Linked DNA regions of Gossypium hirsutum: region 1 is linked to region 2. The links are chromatin contacts, called in public Hi-C maps. All regions are on one chromosome and are shown on one strand. Each heading gives the region's core, a stretch centred on a gene start, on an enhancer-like site or on the middle of the called end of the contact. The rest is flanking DNA. Distances are from core to core; before and after follow the strand shown.

The links. A called contact is a pair of places that touch in the nucleus more often than the background predicts.
Region 1: a contact with region 2 is called in a Hi-C map of leaf, with 10 times the contacts expected there. The contact joins the promoter of LOC107952241 here to the promoter of LOC107935671 in region 2. A contact is called at or near these places in 3 of 34 Hi-C or Micro-C datasets (callus and leaf).

Annotation. Positions count from the first base shown.
Region 1 is chrA01:53,412,000-53,415,665 of Gossypium_hirsutum_v2.1, reverse strand. It overlaps LOC107952241, which reads right to left and starts at 1,454. Exons shown (of 2, transcript XM_041097059.1): 1 at 1,048-1,454; 2 at 1-723.
Region 2 is chrA01:52,872,193-52,875,870 of Gossypium_hirsutum_v2.1, reverse strand. LOC107935671 (protein SRG1) reads left to right here and starts at 2,322. Exons shown (of 4, transcript XM_016868295.2): 1 at 2,322-2,708; 2 at 2,788-3,035; 3 at 3,114-3,438; 4 at 3,524-3,678. The coding sequence starts at 2,445.

The DNA of each region.
Region 1 (3,666 bases), core at 205-2,704, 540 kb before region 2:
TATCAAGATCTTTAGGATACCTAAGATAAAAATAAATGTGCATTTCTTAAAACCTTAACTAACCCTTATTTAATTGTAATAATTCCAGAAACACAAGTAGATAGACAAAAATGAGGAAACATGTAGAAGGAACACTGATTGAGCAAAGATCAGTCCAATTTTCCAAGTAAGACATGCATCCCAAATGGATTAAAACTAACATAGGGCTCAAATACATTGTAACCAATAATCAGATTATTCAACTAACATAAGCTCTCCCTTTTCCACATAGATAATGTTTAATCGTGAATCCATATATAGGCACATCCTGAGAACCTCCAGTCACACCTAATAATGCTTTCTTAATGATTTGATCCTCACACACCAGAATCTTTCATTTAATGGGCTTATATGGTTCTAACACAATAGCACGATCTTAAACAAGTCTTAACAGGAAAATTAGTAATATAGACATGAACCATCCATGAAACAGCATTTGGCACTGGAAAATGGTGATTAGGGACTATCTAAAAGAATGGAAATGGACCTTTCTAAGCTCATCCCAGAGCTTGTAAAAAACTAGCATTATGAGGACCATGGGCATTATGGCAAAGCTCATGAAGCATTGTATCAAGAACTTGATCGAAGTGATGAAAATCACAATCCCGGTTCGATCTTCATAGCCTTAACTTCACGTGGATGCCAGCTCCCACATTCAGCCCAAGCAAAGTTGGATTATTCAGACTATCAATATGAAAAAAAATCAAAACTAAATTCAGTATAATTTTTGAAAGTTAAGCCAAAGTAACTCCTAGTATGATAACTCAAAGCATGCAAACACTTCACAATTCTTTCAATGATTATTTGCCTTCGGCATTATGCTTTAGCATTGATAAAACACATCTTAATGCCATAAAAGAAAAGCGCTTGAATTTCAGTAGTATAACCGTAAATACCCATTCTTCCATCAATCATAATTGAAGAAAAAGAATTCAGCACAATTGAAGAAAAAAATCATTCTCTTTAACAGAATAAAAATACAAAAATAAATAAAATTGATAAAGATACCAGAATTCTGAGAGGAGCTTGACCCTCCATTTATGCTTACGCATAATGGGTTGAACTTGTTTGGCTATTTTCTCTAAGTTTTTTTTGGCTTCTTCTTCTCCAGGTTTCCTCTTCAATGCTTTGATTTCCCAGACCTTGTGCAAATCCCCCAAAATCATTTTCTTTTTTCAGATAATTTTGGGAAATATCAAAAACCTAATTCAAAATCATGAAAGGTTGAAACTTTAGAGATGAATATGGTTAAGAAGGCTGGAAGGAAATGGGAAAAAGAACGAAAAAGAGAAGAGGCTTCAGACGTGAGGAAGGAAGAAGGGTAAAATTGAAATTGAGACACTCTGAAGGGCTATTCTGTGGGTAAGGAACCGAATGTTATTCAACGTGTTTAGTGGGAATAGAGGTTGAATTGAATAAAGCTGTAATGGTATTACAGCCAACCAAACATTGGTTTGGTGGTGGGGCCCAATGAATTGGGTTGTAATCTATTCCTATTACACTCAACTAAATATAATGTAACTTTTAAGTTTGTAACGGGACATGGAGTATTATATACGTTGATATAAAAAATGTTAAAATATACTCTAGGTCCTTGTACTCTCTAAAAATTTGAAATTTAGTGTTTTGACTTTTATTTTTAGTAATTTGGTCTCTCTATTTTTAAGATTTCAAAATTTAATATCAATTGTTAACACCATTAAAATTCTTTTGTTAAATTCACTGGTATGACATTTTGAAATAACAAAATACTCACTTTGGTAGCTACATAATAAAAAGAATAGTATTGTAATAAACTTCAACTTAACAGAAATATTTTAGCAAAATTAACAATTAGACTTAAATTTTAAAAATTAAAAAGTAGAAAGACTAAATCCTAGAAATAAAAGTAGAGAGTCTAAATACGTTTAAAAAGTACATCGACTCGGAGGATATTTTAACCTAGAAAAATAAAGATTAAATATTTTATAATATGGAATTACTATAACTAAATATGTCACACCAATTATGTGGGTGGAAAATTATGTAATAAATAATTTTTTTTAATCAGACTAGTACTCGAACAGGTCAAATCACTAATTCAGCGGTTCGATCGACTCAATTAGTCCAAGTCAACTAGTTCCAAATACCTCTCAAAAACGATACTTGACCGGTTCTTGATCTAATCGGTCTGGTCCTATACATACAATATTGGTCATGAATATATTTACTAAAAAGTCATATAAAACTAAATCTTTATTTTGTTGTAATGGTAAAGTTAAAGGTTTGATATACATAATATTACTTTGGTTTAAATATCATTATAGGGACTCGATTCATGGGTGACTCCAAATTATCTTGGGGTTTTCTTATATTAGAGGTTATTATTATGGGCAAAACACTTAACTTTAAAAAGTTACAAAATAGTCACCCAACTAATCGCATTTGCATTTTTTGGTCCAATTCCATTAACTATTGTTAACTTTGTGACAGAGAGATGATGTGGCAATTAAAAAATGTTATAATAACAAATTTAGCCCTTAACATTTACACATTGTGTCAATTTGGTCCTGATTTTAGAAAACAAAACCTTTAGCAATTTACACATTGTCTTAATGTGGTCTTGATTATAAAAATTATATGATTCTTGTGTTTCACATCTGTTTCTTCCTATCCTCTTCCCTTTTCCCTTCTCTTATCCTTTCTTGTTACTCACCCAAACATTCTCTCACGCAAAGCCTCCTTTTATTTAGATGAATATCATTTTATTGGTTAAATATTTAGTTTTCCTTTTATTTTAATTTTTTATTTTGTGATGAAATTTCAGTTATAACTTGGTCACTTCAAAACCTAAGAACCAAATCATTGTTGTAACACCCAGATATCATTATTATTTCGAAATTAATGAAACTAGGACTAAATTGAGAGGAATAGCATCATAGAATCCTACCAGGTAATTTAGAAATTGAAGTGGCCAAATTCCGATTAGTTGGATCCCAACTTTGGTTTGGTTAGGATAGAACCGGCCGGTTCCAAAGTGGGAAACAAAATGGCTAAGAATGGATGGTGGATATGGTTGGTGTGGACCATGCCTAAGGAGAATATATATAAGACATTAGTGGAGGTAGATTTTTCTGAAGTCTGTTGATAGATTTTGTCATCTCCCTAGCATCATATTCTTAAGTCATCCTGAAGAAAAAGGGGGATGCAGATAAAGGTAGTTCTGCATGTAGCGACAGAGGTGTGAGTTTAAGGTTGGTAATGGAAAATGAAGGAACTGCTACCAAGATGAAGGAAACTTTGTTGTTTGGACTAGCTAAGCTATCAAGGATAACAAAACAAGGTGAATATCTGCACTTTATCTTATGGTTGTTAAATGTTGTTATGAGAAATTGTCATGCTAATGCTGATCATAATAGTAAATTATTGTTGAATGATTATCTGGCATAGGGTATTGCATAACAATGTTTTGTATGGTATATATGTTTACTGTATGCATGGTATGAGAGGGGAGACTAATAATGGGTTAGACGAAGCTAGGAATGCGAAAAAGGGGTGATTTTGTTAGATAACACCATACAGTATTGTTGAGTGCAAATTGTGATGAGCAAAGCTTTGACCTTGCAAAAGGGACACTACAACGTTCAA
Region 2 (3,678 bases), core at 1,073-3,572:
AATTTTCCTTAATGAATTGTGATAGATCATTGCTATTAAGGGGTACAAGAAGGAGACCTATTCCATCTTGCAAAGATTGTGGAAAGTTTTATATGGGTGGGTACTGGTCAACCATCGAGGAATGTTTTAAGTGTGGTTCGAAGGAGCATATAATCAGGCATTGTTAGATATTGTATAAATATAAGTCAGAAAAAATGCCCTGATGAACAACTTTAGGGAACTTATATCAATAGAAATGGAAGATGTACTAAAACTATTATGCCAGACCACCTTGTTTGGTTTGTTTTGCTTTAAAAGGCCCCGAATAAGCCTTGAATGCAGCCAAACTTTAATGATAGCTTGGAAATGAATCAAATAACTTAAAATGAGCTTAATTAGGTTTAAATGAAGTGAATTAAATGATGTTCAAGTTTAGTGCTAATAATTCTTAAATGTGGCACCCTTTGCTCAGTCCACCGCATGAACACGGGTAGGGCGTGTTACATTATGAATGGGAAAATCTAGAAATTTTTTTAGTAGAGGTCAAAATTTAATTATAATCTTTCCATATGTCAAAATATAAGTTTATTATATGTTAATTTATAATTTCATCATTTTTAAGGGACTAAACTATTTTTTTCATGTTTAAGAGAGCTAAAGTGAAATTTTACTATGTATTTATAATTTCTTTATTTATAGGAGGACCAAATTAAAATTTTTCATTTTATGGGGGAGGCAATTTTACTATTAATTTATAGTTTCTCTATTTAGAAGATGACTGAATTTAAAACTTTTTTTCGGAGGAGGGGGGCAAGGCCCTTGCCTGGGTTATGTATTGATACCTAACCCTTGGACAGTGTCACTACATTGTTTTGTGGGCTATGAGCCCATAGAAGCTCATATTTGGTCTTAGACACTTCCAACCACACCGAAACCTCTTTTAAATGATTTTAAATTGTTTCTAAACCCCCGAAATTATTATAAACTTGGTTTTATGATTTAATAAAAATGTTTTAAGGTTTAAAATTTTGAAGATATTCAGGATTTTTTGTTAAGCATGTACTCCTATAACATCTCTCATTTGTACCATAAGTCGGGATGAGCAAGGGTGTTACATTGTCAGTGACTATTACATGACTTTTGCAAGTTGAGTGAGCGAAGTGTAATTTTAATATTAGTTTAGTGACGGTTTTTTGTATTTTAGGTGAGAATGATTGCATGGAGATATTTTCACAAAAAAATGACTTATAGAAAAATTTTTCTATTTTTTTCTTTGTTTTTTATGGAAAATAGCTTGGTAAATGAAAAATAAATTACGAAAACTATTTGTACAATTTCCTCCGTTTATTGCATGAAACTAACTTTGTCAACGAAAAATAATTTACTAATCATTCGAAAATAACTCTATTTTTTTGGAAAATTACTTCTCCTTTTGGAGAAAACTATTTCATTTAAGTAATTTTATTTTTATATAAAAATAAACATGAACAAAATCAAATATTATTATATTAATAATAAAATTTTAATTTTTGAAATATTAAAATATTAACATCAAATATTGTAATTTTCAATCCTATTAAACATATATATTTATATTTAGTGATATATTAAATTATTAATATAATTAATATTTTCTATTGTTCTAAAAAATTTAATATTATAATTTTATTTTAATAATAAATTTTAACAATAAAAGCAATTTATAATTTGTAAATATTTAATAGTCAGTGCTTTATAACATAAAATATGAATATTTTATAAAATAAATATAAATATTTATTTAAATCTTGTATGAATTCATTTATCTTTTTCAATTCCAATGAGATATTATCCCCTCATATACAATATGAATTTCGATTAATTTTTAATTATAAATTGATTATTATTAAATCTATATAAAATATTATTTAGTATAAAGATTATCTTATTATAATATAAAATTGATTGTAAAGAAATGTATAATTTAGGTTGTGTTTCTTTAACAAAAAAAATAAAATATATATGTTTTAGAAAAACAAAAATTAATTTATACAAAATCATCTAAATGTTATAAAGTTTCCCAAAAATTATTTTTAAGTGATACAAACATAACTTAAATTAATTTTAACATGAACTATTATTTATCAATAAGTATTAAATATAATGGTAATATATTGTAGTTTTTAAACAGAACAATATTATTAAGAAAAAAACAGTGATAAATCTCGAAAGATAAATAATAGAAAACATTCGCTACCTTTTGATAAAAAAGAAAAAACTGCAGTACCATTTTACATTTTCATCTCTACTTCTGAATTTAATGCAATTTGGTTGTCAGCTGCCACTATCCACAACTAAAGATATTTATTTAATAAAATGCAGCCTCCAAGAGAAAAAGATCCCACCACTACTAAACTTCCATCTTATTTAATTTTCGTTCATTTGTTGGAACCTGAAAGCATTAATTAACCTAAGACTTGACCCGTATGGAGTCGCCAACAGATGCAGAATTTGTCAACTTTGGGAAGTCTATCATCGTTCCCAGTGTTCAAGAGTTAGCTAAGGACCCCATCGCCAAAATCCCACCTAGATATCTCCGCCCTCTTCAAGGACAACCTCACTCCATCTCACCCAATCATCACCTTCCTTCTGTCCCCATCATCGATCTTCAGAAACTTGCTGCTGGGGATTTCGTTGACTCTGAACTTCAAAGATTGCACTCTGCTTGTAAGGAATGGGGGTTCTTCCAGGTACGCCATATTTTCTCATTACTTGTTGGTATTCTCTTGAAATCAGTAAAAGCAAGTCTTTTGTTTATGGCAATAATAGGTAGTGAACCATAGTGTTAGTATATCATTGTTGGAGGATTTCAAGTTGGAGATTGGAAATTTCTTCAAACTACCTCATGAAGATAAGAAGCTTCTTTGGCAAAAACCAGATAACCATGAAGGGTTTGGTCAATTGTTTGTAGTTTCAGAAGATCAGAAGCTAGATTGGTCAGATATGTTTTATATCACCACACTGCCACACAATCTTAGGAACATTGAACTATTTGAAAAGCTCCCCCTTAAGTTAAGGTATCTCTCATGGTTATTTTGAATATGGAATTTGAAACTTTTGAAATAGTTTGATTTTGATTTGCACTTTTGATGCAGGCAGGCCATGGAAGTGTATTCTACTGAAGTGAAAAATCTAGCTTTGAGGATTTTAGATTACATGGCTAGGGCCTTAAATATGGGCACCGAAGAAATGAGAGAGCTTTTCAATGATGGGATTCAATCAATGAGAATAAATTACTATCCACCATGCCCTGAACCTGATATGACCATTGGTTTCAGTCCTCATTCTGATGCTGATGCTTTGACGATTCTCTTTCAGCTCAGTGAAACGGAAGGCCTTCAAGTCCGAAAAGATGGAAAATGGGTTTCCATTAAGCCACTTCCCAATGCTTTAGTAGTTAACATTGGAGACATCATGGAGGTATATTTCACTTGGTGTTGTGAATAGTCTGAAATCCCATTGACTATATAAAAGGGTCTCCTCTCATGATTATATTTCTCTGTAGATTTTCAGCAATGGGATATATCGTAGCATTGAGCATAAAGCAGTTGTAAACTCAACCAAAGAGAGGCTATCAATAGCAACTTTTTATAGCTCCAAGTTAGACTCGGAATTAGGCCCGGCACTTAGCCTTATTGGTCCCAGTAACCCTGCAATTTT